Regions from separate parts of the Mus musculus genome. Here region 2 is linked to region 1. A link is a contact called in public promoter capture Hi-C data. All regions are on one chromosome and are shown on one strand. The core of a region is the stretch at or near the end of the contact, and the rest is flanking DNA. Distances in the headings are between cores, read along the strand shown. Region 1 holds the start of Acnat1 (acyl-coenzyme A amino acid N-acyltransferase 1). Region 2 holds the start of Baat (bile acid-Coenzyme A: amino acid N-acyltransferase).

Region 1 (6,922 bases), core at 3,752-6,251:
ATATGATCAGGTATTTGGGGTGGGGAGAAGCCCTCGGGGTTATCAGAGAGAATAGAAACAAACAACCTTGGGAAGAAAGAGGTGCAGGGATCCTCCAGAATGTACCAGAGACCTGGGAGGTGAGAGAATCTCAGGACTCAAAGGGAGGCAGCTTAGATGAAATGCCCAACAGCGGGAAAAGGGAACGTGTAGAACCCACCTCCAGGAGAAAGACAGGGCATCCAGTGAGGGATGGAGTTGCCAACCCACAGTCAAAAACTCTGACCCATAATTGTTCCTGTCTGAAAGAACTGCAGAGACAAAAAGGAAGATGAGCCTGAGGAAAATGAAGTCCAGCTACAGGTCCAAAATAGATTCCAGCCTAGGGGGAGGCCCCAAGGCCTGACACTATTACTGATGCTGTGGTGTGCTTACAAACAGGGTCCTATCATGACTGCCCTCTGAAAGACTCAACAAGAAGCTGAAAGAGTCAGATGCAGATATTTGCACCCAACCAATGGACAGAAGCTGCTGACTCCTGTGGTTGAATTAGAGAAAAGCTGGAAGAAGGTGAGGAGGGCAACTCTGTAGGAGGACCAGCAGTTTCAACTAACCTGAACTCCTGAGATATCTCAAACACTGGACCACCAACCAGCAGCCTGCATCAGCTGATATGAGGCCCCCACTACATATATAGTAGAGGACTGGTGGGTCTGGACTCAGTCAGAGAAGATGCACCTAACTGACCCTCAAGAGACTTGAGGCCCCAGGGAGTGGGGAGGTCTGATGGGTCAGGGGCTTGTGACTGGGGACATCCTAATGGAGATGGGAGGTTAGGGAAAGGTATGGGATATGGAACAGTCAGAAGGTGGTCCAGGAGGGGAATGAAATCTGAGCTATAAAAAAAAAGATTAAAAATCAAAAACAAAACCAAAAACTTCTTGTGACCGTTAAAAAACAGAAAAGAAAATTGCAAACTACATACAGATTTATCAGGAACATATCAGATGCACGTGTATCTTGGTCTTTTCGTTTATCTCATTTCCTTCCAATGGAATTGGTGTGAATGTGAGTGTAAGAAAGCCAGGAGAAAAAAAAAAAAAAAAAAAAAAAAAAAAGAAAGCCAGGAGAATTCTGACCCCCATCCCTACCCTTTCCCAGCAATTCCCATCTGATGTTTTTATCCCTACAACAATTCCAGCATTTTCGCTACAGCACTTTACTCTGGCATGGACACTCTATTTAGAGTTTGCTTCCGGATTGAAGGAGGTGTTTCCTGAAGAACTTTTGGATCTCTCTCCAGGAGTGTTCCTGGGCTGCTGCGTGAGCCATGAGATCTCCTCCAAAACACATGGGTCGACCCAGGACAGGTTGCCAGGATGCAAAGCAAAGGGGAGAATAAGGTGGCTCTATGAGGTGGCCTGCCCCAGGGTATGCCAGCATCCTTCCACTGCTTCTTCCATGCCTCCGGAGCCGGTCCATGGCCCTCTGTGCATGTAACTTGCTATCCAACAATTCATCATTCTCTCCCACAATGAAGAGGATCTTCCCCTGGGCCTTTTCCACGGGAAGTATATTCTTATTCTGGAGATATTGTGTAGTGTGACGGAAGCATACAGCCCCTGAAACATGGACCTCCATCCGTTCCAGAGCCTGTTGGATGGGTGTCACAACCAGATCCTGGTATCTTAGTGGGACGGCTGTGGTGGTGGTGGCCCCATTTATGCAGACCGTGGCAATCACCTGCTTCAGGTAACAGGCCATAGCTAGCCCAATCTCTGCTCCTTTGCTCGTGGAGATCACACCAATTCCTGGCTGTTGGATCTTAAATATAAAGCAAAGGAAAAACAGTTTACATACAGCCTCTGGGAGGAAGCTCTTCTGACAGAAGGCCAGGCATTCAAAACAGTCAAACTCTGACACTCAGGTCTTCCAGCTTTCAAAATCAAGAATCTACTACTGATGTAATAATACCTTATCTGAGCTTTACCATCTTCAGGGAACATACTTATCATCCATCTTTAAACAATCAAAATATAACCTTATAACCTCACGAAAAGTAGAGTCATAAAGAAACTCTGACTAAGGCAAATTGGTACCAGCATAGTGGGGTATTTCTGTGACAAGGTGGCCAGGTTTTAGGGAGTACTGTGGAAGGACTTTGGAACTTTGGGTTAGAAGATCCATTTGGTGTTAAGGGCTCTGTCAAATGTTATGCAGGAGCTTGGAAGATAATGTTGAGAAGAGTGCAGAAGAGGGAGCTATAATCCCAATACTAGGGAAACTGAGACCAGAGATTTTGTGTTCCAGTCCAACCTATGCTATATAGGAAAACCCTGTCTGAAAATAAATAATCATTTTCAAGTGAAGTTGTAAAAAATGTAATTAGAACCTAGCAATATTGAATGAACAAGCCAAGAGCAGAGGAAGTTAGGCTTCTAGAGAATCACACTCTTGACTTCACTAGAGAAAAGTATTTGGGGGTGAGGAGATAGCTCAGGGGTAGGAGGCTTGCTGGCAAACATGAGGACAAGAGTTCAGCTCCTTGGATCTATGTTTAAAAGAGAGGCAAGAGTGGTGTTTCACAGCTGTAATTCCATGCACTAGAGAGACATGAGCACAAATTTGGTTATTAGCACAAATATCAAAACTTTGGGAGAAAGAATCATGTAGAGATCATCACTGATGTATGAAAACATATCAAGTTCAGGATTTAGGATCAGTAGCTGATAGAACATTAAAGAGACACATGAATATGTTTTAAGAGCTTCAAATGGAACATGTCTTGGCTTTTCCCAGTGAAGAGAGTCACAATGTGTGCACTGTGTATTTTTTTTTTTTTTTTTGCCTTTTGTATGCTAGTAACCAGTAACCAGTGAGCAACTCAACAATCCTATCACTTTTAAAGCATAAACTGTGCTCAGCCCAAGACTGCACAGAACGGATGAGACACCTGCGCTTTTTCTTTCCTATGATTTCACAAGATAAAATGAAATTTATTTTCAATACCTTGGGGTGAGATAGTAGGAAGTTGGCAGCTTCTTCAAAATACTCCAAGTCCACCTCTTGCAGTTTCTCAGGCAGGTCTTTATAGGCAAAATACGCCAACGCCAGCACTGCAAAGCCATGGGAAGCCAAAAGACTGGCACGAAATTCAACTAGACCCCCAATGACACCAAACAAATCAATAATTCCTGGGAAAGGACCTTTCCCTGGCAGAAAAAAAAAAGAAAGAGGAAAACGGAATAAAAAAAAAGAGCTAAGTATGACAGTCAAAGGAAAGTTAGCACAAGGAAGTATATATAGGCATACAGTGGTTCATGTTCACACACTCTCACACATGCATGTGTGCATACACAAATGTCCACATTACAGTTCATAGAAATTGCTACCTTATGTCATAGCTTCTTAAATTGTGAGTCACAAATCCATTCAGGCTCATGTAAGTGAATATGGGAAAAAGCTGACCATAAGAAATCATGTGAATGTGCAATGACCAAAATTTAATTCAAAATGAAATGAGCAGTGGTCCCAAGGTCTGCTGCTGCCCACAAGGCTTCACTTTACCCTGGTTCTGAATGCACAGCAGGTCCACTTATCTCCACCGGGGCCAGAATAGCACAGTCATCAGTCTCTGTTACCTCCAACACCTGGGCTCAGATTCAGATTTATTTGTTGTATGCAATGGACGGCAGTGCTTCTACAGCACAACAGGCAGTTCTTTGTTCTTATAAACCCATGGTGCTTTAATTACAGAAAGCATGAGGGCTTCTGGTGTGTTCCAGCCATCATTCTTCAGCATGTATCAAATTAGGAAACCTTCATGTTGTATTGTGTTAGTGTCTGATTTTTTTCTTTTTTTTTTTTCTTTTTTTTTTTTTTTTTTTTGGTTTTTTGAGACAGGGTTTCTCTGTGTAGCCCTTGCTGTCCTGGAACTCACTTTGTAGACCAGGCTGGCTTTGAACTCAGAAATCTGCCTGCCTCTGCCTCCTGAGTGCTGGGATTAAAGGCTTGTGCCACCACACCCTAGTGTCTGACTTTTAAAACTGCCCTTTGCCTTACTGAATTGAGTTTCATAATATTTCATCCAGTGAACTCTGACTTAGGAGAAGCATAGAATTTTTCAACAGGTTGTTAAATGGCCCTAAACATACTGCTGCAATTTGGCACTACCTATTTATGTGGAGCAGATTTCTTAGCATTGACAATTATATGACCAAAATCTCAGTGAATCCTGAAAATAGTAGAGATATCTATCCATATCCTGAAATCTCCAATATTCCACCAAAGCTTAATTCCTTTTGGAAAAACAGGCAAGCCCATTCATCCATCAGTTTGCAAATTTGCTTTTTCTCTAATAAATGGTACAATTGTATGTATACCAAAGAACAATTTTGAAAGTATTTTCCATACATTATCAGTAACGGATTTCTACACCTATTTCCATACACCTATATTCCCAATATCATGTGAAAATTCCTATAGCAAAAAAGAGCTCACAAGTAGGAAAAAAAAAAAAAACCTTTAATAATCTATACTCAACAAAGATTGTCTCACCTGGAGGGAGAAAAAGGGCTCCCCGAACCCGACCTTCTTGAATCTGTTCCCGCTTAACCCCAGGGCCAACAAACCAGCGCTGCACTCTCTGGCTGGCCTTGGATGGAATCCTGACTGTTTCTAGCCAGTTAACAGAGTCGTACAGGTCCAAACAGATGCAAAAGGGGCTGTTCATCACATCTTTCTTCATCAGCCTATGGAAAGCCTTCTTGGGTTTCAGAGAGAAAAAGAGGCCCATTGGGTGGACCCCTACATAGTCACCCCCCAAGGCCGGTGTCTTCTCCAGGTCCACCTCACCAGCCTCGTTAGTCTTGTAGAAGGCTTGGGATTGGAACACATTGTCATTTTCATCTTTCACTGTTGCCTTGATGGTCACTATCTGCGATGGAGGCAGGCCTGTTGCTCGAATGGACACAGGCTCATCCACAAGGGCATTTGAAGGTGTGGCTATCAACTTGATCATCATCAAGGTGTTAAGGGGCGCTTCCTCCCTGTGATGAAAGGAAAATAAGCTGGAGACTGAAAAGTCCAAGGCAAGGCTGTCCTCAAGGCTTTCAAGGACTTTAGTATGAAATGTGTAGCTCTGAGAAGTAGAGAGATGTTGGTGGTGGAAGGTGTGTGTGTGCCCCCCTTCCCCCAACCAGGATCTTGAAGATAAGGAGTCAGCAAGGGGAGGGAGGGAGTGGCTTCTGTGGCCCTGACTCACAATCCACCAGGCCCTTCTTTATTTAAACAAGTTTCACAGACTAATGATTATCTAAGTGGTGTAGGTTCTGTTTGATCTTTCTTTACATGTCTAGAGTTGCAAGTCCAGTCACAATTAGAAAACAGGAACAGGACAGAATTTTGCAAATCTAACTTTCCATTTCTCCATATTCACTCTCGTATCAAGGAAACTCTTGTTCTGACTGCAATAAATTCTCCTCATGTTCCATTCTGTGTCCCTTTAAAATCCCTTTACCAATGAAACTGTGAACTTGAAAAAAAGGCACCCTGTGCCCCTAGTTACATCACCACCATAATAGATTACCTATTATTATCTAATCACTCCAGACCAAATTGGGCAGGAGAGGTGTAATCTTTTGGATCCATGTGATACCTCTCTTAAAACTTCACAGAAATTCATGTTGGGGTATAATGTCCATAGCATTAATGCTCAATTTATTCAAAACCACAAAACTACAGTTTTATAGTAGCTGGGACATGAATCTGTGGGGTCAAATCTAGTTAGAATTCCCAATTTTGCTCTCCATTACTGACCAGAGTTTAGCATGTCATTTAGCTCATTTGATCACTGTAACATGACCAATGTTCCTGCTCTCTCCTCTCCTCCCCCATCTCTCTCCTCTCCTCCTCCATCTCTCACTCTCCTCCCCCATCTCTCCCTCTCCTTCCCCACTCTCTCCTCTCCCTACCCTGGCATAGCCTTATCCACTGGAAACACTGAGGGTCTTGAAGCCAACACTGCTGATTGACAGCTCCATCAAGGCCCAACAGATTGCTACAACTTTGGGGTTTTGGTCTCTGAGTGTTTCATTCTTGGGGACTTTCTTCATTATGATTCATTTTATGTCTTTTTTCTTTAAAAAAAAAATTATATCTATGTCTTTTTAGGAAAACCCTACAATCAACTTCCTTTTGCCCTGGAGATCATTGAGCACAGAGAAGTACATAGCTGCATGACTCCACTATTCCAAGAATCTTCTCACGGTATCTACCCCTGAGCTAACTCAAACAATATAATTGGTGCAGGGTAAACAGAGACAATTGGCAAACTCTGACTGGCCAGGAGAACAGATTATAGATTCCAGGACTCTTTTTATTATAGACTTAGAGGTGTCTCAGAATGCATTTTAAAGATAGGGTGTCATACATGGTACACCCCTGGAGGAATAAAACTCAGTAAGTTAGACAGACTAAAATAAATGTTTCCTATGTTATACTGTAGATGGTAAAACACATAGTGAAGAAGTTAGGCATTGGTATTTGCTGTTCATAAAAACACACACACACACATTTTCTGTCTATGAAAGCAGACTGCCATATTATTATTTGTTTGCTTTTTATTTGTTTTTTTTATTACGTGTTTGCTTTGGAGGAAACATTCTTTAGATTATTTTCATTAGAGTTAAAGGGTATGTGTGTGTGCGTGTGTGGTGTGTGTGTGTGTGTGTGTGTGTGGCTCTGTGTGTGTGTGTGGCTCTGTGTTTGTATGTTTCAGTCTGTCAGTCTGTCTGTTTGTCTGTTTGCATGTGTAGTCAGAGGACATATTGCTTGAGTCAGTTTTCTCCTTCCACCATGGGACCACACAGATTATCAGTCTTGAAGGCAAGCACTCTTATCTGCTGAGTCATCTTGGAGCCTGGAAAGTTACACTTTCTTATAA
Region 2 (7,021 bases), core at 3,986-6,485, 55 kb after region 1:
AATTATATGTTTCTTTCTTGAAAACTTGATTCTAGGGAAGGAAGATGAACTATGTCCATTTAAAGATGGGCTTCACATGAAGAGACACTGAGGAGTTTTTAACAGGCTATGTGTCCTTTAGCTTGAGAAAAGAAATGGGATGGCATAATATGTGTAAAAACACTGCTAGTAAGGGTCAAAGTCCACAATGATTGTATACCCTCTGAGCTTGGAGCAAAATGGGAGACTCCCTTATTAGCAGGTTTTCTCCTTCTCTGACCTTATCCGGAGAAGTCAGGTAACCCTAATTAGTTTATATGATCAATTCCCTTTCTCCTGACAAAACCTGTCCAGCCAGAGCCTGAGATTCCTGAATCACTTCCCCATGCTAATGAGGCATTTCATGTGCACTAAGCCCCCAACCAATGACTTTTGCCCATCTTGGTTTTCCCTGCCCTAAGTTCCAGAAAACTTTATAAGCCTTCAATCACCCTAAGTAAAGTTGCTAAGCAGGGGGTCCCAAAGGAAAGGGAGACCCACAACAATGTATCTCACATTGGAAACTACTATTAAGTACAGTAATAAAGATGAGTTTGCATCTTCTGATGGGTGGAAAAGAAGGGAACAGTAAAGGACCTGAAATGTTTGATGTCTAATTTAACTTTTGTGACCAAATATAACTCATCCCTCCTATGGGCCCAAGAAGATCATTTGATGCCAGAGATTCTACATATCCAATGTCCCAGGAGATAGCAAATAACACACCTGGTGCTAGCATATCAGCCAGAGTCAGAAGGCCTGCACTAATGTATATGTTTTTAACAGGGATGTCATACTAAGCAACAACAACAGAAAACAAGAGCAAAAAAACAAAAAACAAAAAAACAAAAAAAAAAATCAAAAACAAAAATAAACCAAAACAAAACAAAAAACAGTGCTAACTCCTGGACCTGAAGCACAATAGAGTGTTCTATATTTTGAGTATAAACATATTTAAATGATCTAAACAAGCTTAAAATGAATGTCAACATGATACATCTTCTGACAATAGCTTTATTGGAGTCTTCATTTAGCCAGCCACTTAACTGACATCCAGATTTTCAGAAACCTCACAATATAGGGACCCCACAAGCTCTAACCAGTCCTAGCCTCAGACAAGGTTCAGAATGTGGGGGTGAAACTTGAATTAGAGTAGAATATCACCTACTTCTTATTCTGAGACAAAATTAACCCAGCTTCTCAGCAGGATGGTGAGAACTCTGTATTACTCATGTCCAAGCTGAATTTCTAGAGGTACAAGGCATCCCATACAGAGGAAACAGAGGTGGCACTAATCAGAGGGATTCTACTCACCTGGAGGCAGAAACAGGGCTCCCCGGATGCGGCTTTCCTTTACCTGGATCCTCTTGACCCCAGGTGCCACATACCACCTTTCCAGAGTCAGGCTATCCAAGGGAGGACTGACGACTATGTCTTGTAATGGAAAGTATGGATGGCAAGCTTTTATGTGGATTTGGTAGGGGCTATTCATCACATCTCTTTTTATCAATCTACCCAATAGCTTTTCAGGTTTCAAGGACCAGAAAAGGCCCATGGGGTGGACCCCCATATAGTCTCCTCCAAGTGAGGGGTCATGCTCCAGATCTACCTCACCCACTTCACTGGCCCTGTAGAAGGCCTGAGAACTAAACAGGTTTCCCTTCTCATCTTTCAGTGATGCCTGAAGGCACACCACCTGAAAGGGGGCCAGGCCTGTGACCTGGATGTGCACAGGCTCATCAACAAGAGCACTGAGAGGAACAGCTGTCAGCTTGGCCATTTTTTGCAGAGGGAATCTTGGACAATTCTTCAGGAATATTTTCACCAAAACCTCAAAACAGAAAGAAACAGAAATGAAATCAGGTTGTAATATGGTTAATGAATGATGGAAGGACTAGAGTCAGACCTCTCAGGATTCAGTCTTAACTCTCCATTGATTTGTTGCAAGTATTCTGTGATCATTTGGTAATGCAAGACCCCTCAGAGATTTCAACAGATTTCTAGAAGCCAGAGGGCACACTAACAAAAGTGAGATATTTAAACAGCACTCCAACTCGGCATGGATGATGTCAGGACAGTAAGGAGATCTCAATCTGGCGTCACACACAACTGTGGCAAAAGCAGGATTGAGATGTGAAGCTGAAAACAGGATGATTGATTGAATATTTCCCTTTTCAAAATGAGTGGCACCGCTAACTACTGTCTTGCACAGGCACCTGTATGTTTCACCTTACAAAAAAGAAATATAACCATTGCTTTGGCTTAGAACTTATACAGTTATAAAACACAATTAGAAGCAGCTAAGACCTTCAAAACATAACAGAAGTCTTACTGAAATATTTATTGATCGTCTTCATTTAAATGTTGACACAAGAGTGACCATTGCTCCTAACAACCAAAACTGCAGCATCAGATTTGTATCTATTTATCTGTTGTGTTAGTTTCATCTTAACTTACTTTGCTGAGTATGCCAGAGATCTAAATGGATCAAGTTCCAGGGGGTGAAAAAGACCTACTTCTAGGAAGCAGGACAATGTCCCTTCTTCTCTGATATTCACTTATGATAAAGGAGCAGAAAGGAAGTCACATAGAGAGATGAGAAACAAAACAGAAAAAGAGGTGTACTTTAGATAGGTGCTGTCTGGGTTGATGGAACTCTGAGAAACTAAGAACTTGTCTCCACCTGTTCATGTCTACAGGACATCACCAGAAGACCAAGACACAGATCACAATCTGAGATGAAGCCACCGAGGCTTTCGAGCCTTCACTTAGAGCATCCTCCAGAGGATGAAGATGGAAGAGCAGAAAGAAGTTCCTATGCTGAGCGAACCAGGAGTATTATCACTGAGCCAAGCAAATTTCCTAGTGACCCCTGATCCAGAACTCTCGTCAGAAATCCTCAGTTTAAAAGGCTAGTAAATGGATGTTAAAGCCAAAGAACCTACAAGGGGCTCACCAGTGCTGTGAAGCCCATCTCTTGATGAGAAAGGTGACTTACTCTCCCCACTAATAAAATTAGTGATGTTAGTGATGCACTGACCTTAATAAGTCTGTCACAGTCCCAGACCCAACTCACACTTGGCTCAGGTCACACTGATTAGCCCCAAGTCTCAACAAAGCATGTTCAAAGCTCTTTTAATTGTTTATTAATTGTGTGTGTGTGAGGGGGGGTATGTATGTGTATGGATATGTGTGTGTGAGTGTATGGATGTGTGTATATGTGGGTCTGTGTGCATTTGTGTATACGTGTACATGTGTGTGTGTGTGTGTGTGTGTGTGAGAGAGAGAGAGAGAGAGAGAGAGAGAGAGAGAGAGAGAGAGAGAGAGAGAGAGAGAAAGTTTCTGTGATAGTTGATGGGAGTTGACTCTCTCCTTCAATCCTGTGGCCCCCAGACATGGAACTCAGCTTGTTAGGCTAGGTAGGCAGCAAGTGCTTCTACCCACTAAGCAATATCATTGCCCTACCCCTTTCAGATATTGTTTATATACAACACACGCAGGATTTATTTTTCATTGAGTTGCATAAAAGTTATTTAAAATTATAGAATCCAAGAAAAAAAGAATCATTATTATAGAAAGAGAAATAGCCCAGACGTTGGAATTACCAGACAGCAAATAAAAGGCACCAAGCAGACATAAGAACAGCTCAAGCTAAACTATGAAGAGGAAAAATCAAGATAAAAGATTAGAGAACTTGAGACACAGGAAACACAGGAAAATATTTATGGCTTAATATACTGAATATATTCTCTAATAATTGGCCCCTTAGAAAGACATATGAGAGATAAGCAAAGGGGAAATACTTATTAAAAACTAGGGCCTGAGGGGCTGGAGAGGTGGCTCAGCAGTTAAGAGCACTGACTGCTCTTCTAAAGGTCCTGAGTTTGAATCCCAGCAACCACATGGTGGCTCACAACCATCTGTAATGTGATCTGATGCCCACTTCTGGTATGACTGAAGACAGCTACAGTGTACTTATTTATAATAATAAATAAATCTTAAAAAAAATACTAGGGCTGAATTTCCCCTCAATTCACTGAAAACCACCATGCTACAGTCACAAGAAGTATAACAAATATGGGGACAAACCCAGCAGAAATCCCAGCTCTTATTATAATCAAACTCTTAACACAGAGAGCAAATTTTAATGTAGCCAGAGAAAAGTAAACATTGCAGAGGAAAAGAACAAACATAAAATGACAGTTGGCCCTACCAAAAAGACATTAAACAAAGCAGGAGACAATAACCCCTCAATCACAGTGCTCAAAAGAAAGAGAAAAACAAGTAAATAAAACAAAATGCTCACAATTCCTTACCTATGAAATATACACATCAAACCTGAAGGCTATAGAAAGTAAATCCCAGCCAGGCGCGGTGGCGCACGCCTTTAATCCCAGCACTTGGGAGGCAGAGGCAGCCTGGTCTCGAAAAACCAAAGAAAGAAAGAAAGAAAGAGAGAGAGAGAGAGAGAGAGAGAGAGAGAGAGAGAGAGAGAGAGAGAGAAAGAAAGAAAGAAAGAAAGAAAGAAAGAAAGAAAGAAAGAAAGAAAGAAAGAAAGAAAGAAAGTCCCATGGGGGAATGGAAATGGGGAAAATACATTTTCAGTAAATACTACTTCAAGAAATGAAGAGCAATAACACATTTATTATCTGGGTAAATATAAAGGCCCTTTTCAAAATTTAATCACTTACATAGATACATATGTGAACTTAGGAAAAGTTAAAACTCTATATAGCCTGTTCAAAATAAAAGTTTTATGAGGTTTATCTATGAAATATGACAAATAGAGGAAAATCTGGTAAACATAGGATTCTTATATCACTGTTTTTCAAGTGATGTAAGATTTTCTGCGGGTAGATAATGATAACTTCATGTACTTATCAAGAGTTCGCTGAGCTAAGAGATAATAGATAAGAGAGCTACCAGGCGTCAGAGCAATTCATTAAAGGATAAGCTGCATAGGAAAGGCAGAGGTAGTAATCACTTACAGTAGTTTTACAGCAACCCTCAGGAACGTGGTGTGCTCTAGAGAAGGAGGCCCTGTCGGTCAGCACAGATGCCCAGGACTTCTCAGAGACTCTCAAACCAAGGCTCTGACAACACTGTAGATAATGGAAGAGTTTTTAAAAATGCAGACTATTCGGTCAGAGCTGAGGAAAATATCTTAGTATTTCCCTCCTCAACCAGATATAAGTAGGCTGAACCCAGAGAAGAGACTAAGACCTTGGAACTTGGACTTTGAATAAATGCCTGAGATAAAGATCTAAAAATGAAAGCATCGGGCTTCTAGTGTGGAAAGGCCCTAACAAACTCTGGTCTTTGACAGCAACAGTCCTCTGAAACCACGTCCTTTGCTGGAATGTGGCAGAGAGCTCCTGTGTACCCAGAACTAGGGAGACTGAGGCAGGAGGGAAGTTAAAGCCAGCCTGGGCTACATAGGGAGACTGTCTCAGAAAAACAAGAGTAAAACAACAACAAAAAAGAGGCTGTCTCTGTGACACAGTGTGTGTTATTTCACATGGAAATCTCCAAGGCAAGGGAATAGAATCATCTGGGATTCACTCCTGCACATGTTTGTTCTCAATACTGGAACAGAGCTGGGGACACCAAGGATATGGGAGCCTCCTTGTGGTCTTTCTAGATGATCCAGATTGGGTTTTTCACGTCACAGCTGGAAGGGCAAAAGTTAAGACAGCTGAAATCTATAGTCTTAGCCATTTTATATTTGTGAAGAAGGCATATGGCCCTGTTAGAATTCAAATGAGGAGAAGGAAGCAGAGATTTTTTGATAGTGAGTTAAATAGCAGCAATAAGGGAAAGGGAAGAGGGTATGCTATGTATACGCATGCACTATTCTGTTTATATTTGTACTGCCATCTGCAATCTTTTGGGAATAAAGTCTGCCACAGCAGGAGTAGGAAAAAAAGGGAGCAAATAAATCCGATGAGTGGAAAACAGATACCCTGATGGGAAATTTCAACATAATTATATTTGATTGCATTATGGGGCTGAAGAGACAGCTCTGTGGTCAGGAACACTGGCAGTACTTCCATGGGGAAGAATATTCCTAGCACTCACACGGTGACTCATAACTGTCCGTAACTCCAGGTCCAGATAATCTGATGCTCTTTTCTGACTTTTGAAGCATGAGGCACATAGGTGGTTCATGAATGTACATGCAAGCAAAACACCCACATACATAAAATAAAAACAAAATGAGAAAAAAATAGAGGAATTGTTGAAGAGAGGTATGATGGCTTTTCCTTGTTGTCAACTTGACTACATCTGGAATGTATGAAGGACAGTTATATCATGTTAGAGGTAAGTATGACCTGGTTAAATATATGTGTTGTGAATGTGTGTGGGGTAGTTACATTATGTTTAGGTCTAATTGTGATCTGGTTACAGTTATCATTTTGAAATTAATCATGACCTAAGAAAATATGATTGTGTGCCAAGTTGACAAGAGGTATACTTGTGGTGGCTATTCTTGTTAACTTGATTATATTTGGAATAAGCTACAATAGAGAAATGGAGGGCTCACCTGAGAGAGATTTTCTCCTCCTCCTCCTCCTCTCCCTCCTCCTTCCCCTCCTCCGCCTTCTCCTCCTCCTCTTCCTCCTCCTTCTCCTCCTTCCCCTCCTCCTTCCCTTCCTCCTCCTCCTCTTCTTCTTCTTCTCCTCCTCCTCCTCCTCCTCCTCCTCCTCCTCCTCCTCCTCCTCCTCCTTCTTTTGAAGTTCTAGTCCAGACCTTTGAGGCAGGAAGACACACACATTTGACCTGGCTCTTGAGGAACGAATACACACCTTTAATCTAGGCTATACCTGCTGCTGGAAGTTTACATAAGGACATCGAAAAAGGAAGCCTTTGCTCTTTGCCTATTTGCCCTTGCCTTGTTAGCACATCCATTCCTTCACTGGTATTAGGACATACTTCTTCAGGATTCTAGCATATACTAATGACCAGATGAGACTCACATAAATAATAAATAAATATAGAAAGA

Evidence for each region. Capture Hi-C pulls out chosen DNA fragments and counts their contacts.
Region 2: a promoter capture Hi-C map of adipose tissue shows a contact between it and region 1. The contact joins the promoter of Baat here to the promoter of Acnat1 in region 1. A contact is called at or near these places in 3 of 39 promoter capture datasets (hematopoietic stem and progenitor cells and liver), 1 of 484 Hi-C or Micro-C datasets (embryonic stem cells), 2 of 115 datasets of contacts at active chromatin or transcription factors (both in embryonic stem cells) and 3 of 9 other capture datasets (adipose tissue, liver and pancreatic islet).

What each region holds. Positions count from the first base shown.
Region 1 is chr4:49,446,108-49,453,029 of GRCm38.p6, forward strand. Acnat1 (acyl-coenzyme A amino acid N-acyltransferase 1) reads right to left here and starts at 5,002. Exons shown (of 3, transcript NM_001164565.1): 1 at 4,537-5,002; 2 at 2,989-3,191; 3 at 1-1,803. The coding sequence starts at 5,002. The coding sequence ends at 1,222.
Region 2 is chr4:49,501,323-49,508,343 of GRCm38.p6, forward strand. Baat (bile acid-Coenzyme A: amino acid N-acyltransferase) reads right to left here and starts at 5,236. Exons shown (of 4, transcript NM_007519.3): 1 at 5,007-5,236; 2 at 1,333-1,849. The coding sequence starts at 1,798. Gm32894 (a long non-coding RNA gene) reads left to right here. Exons shown (of 3, transcript XR_881264.1): 3 at 2,718-3,151.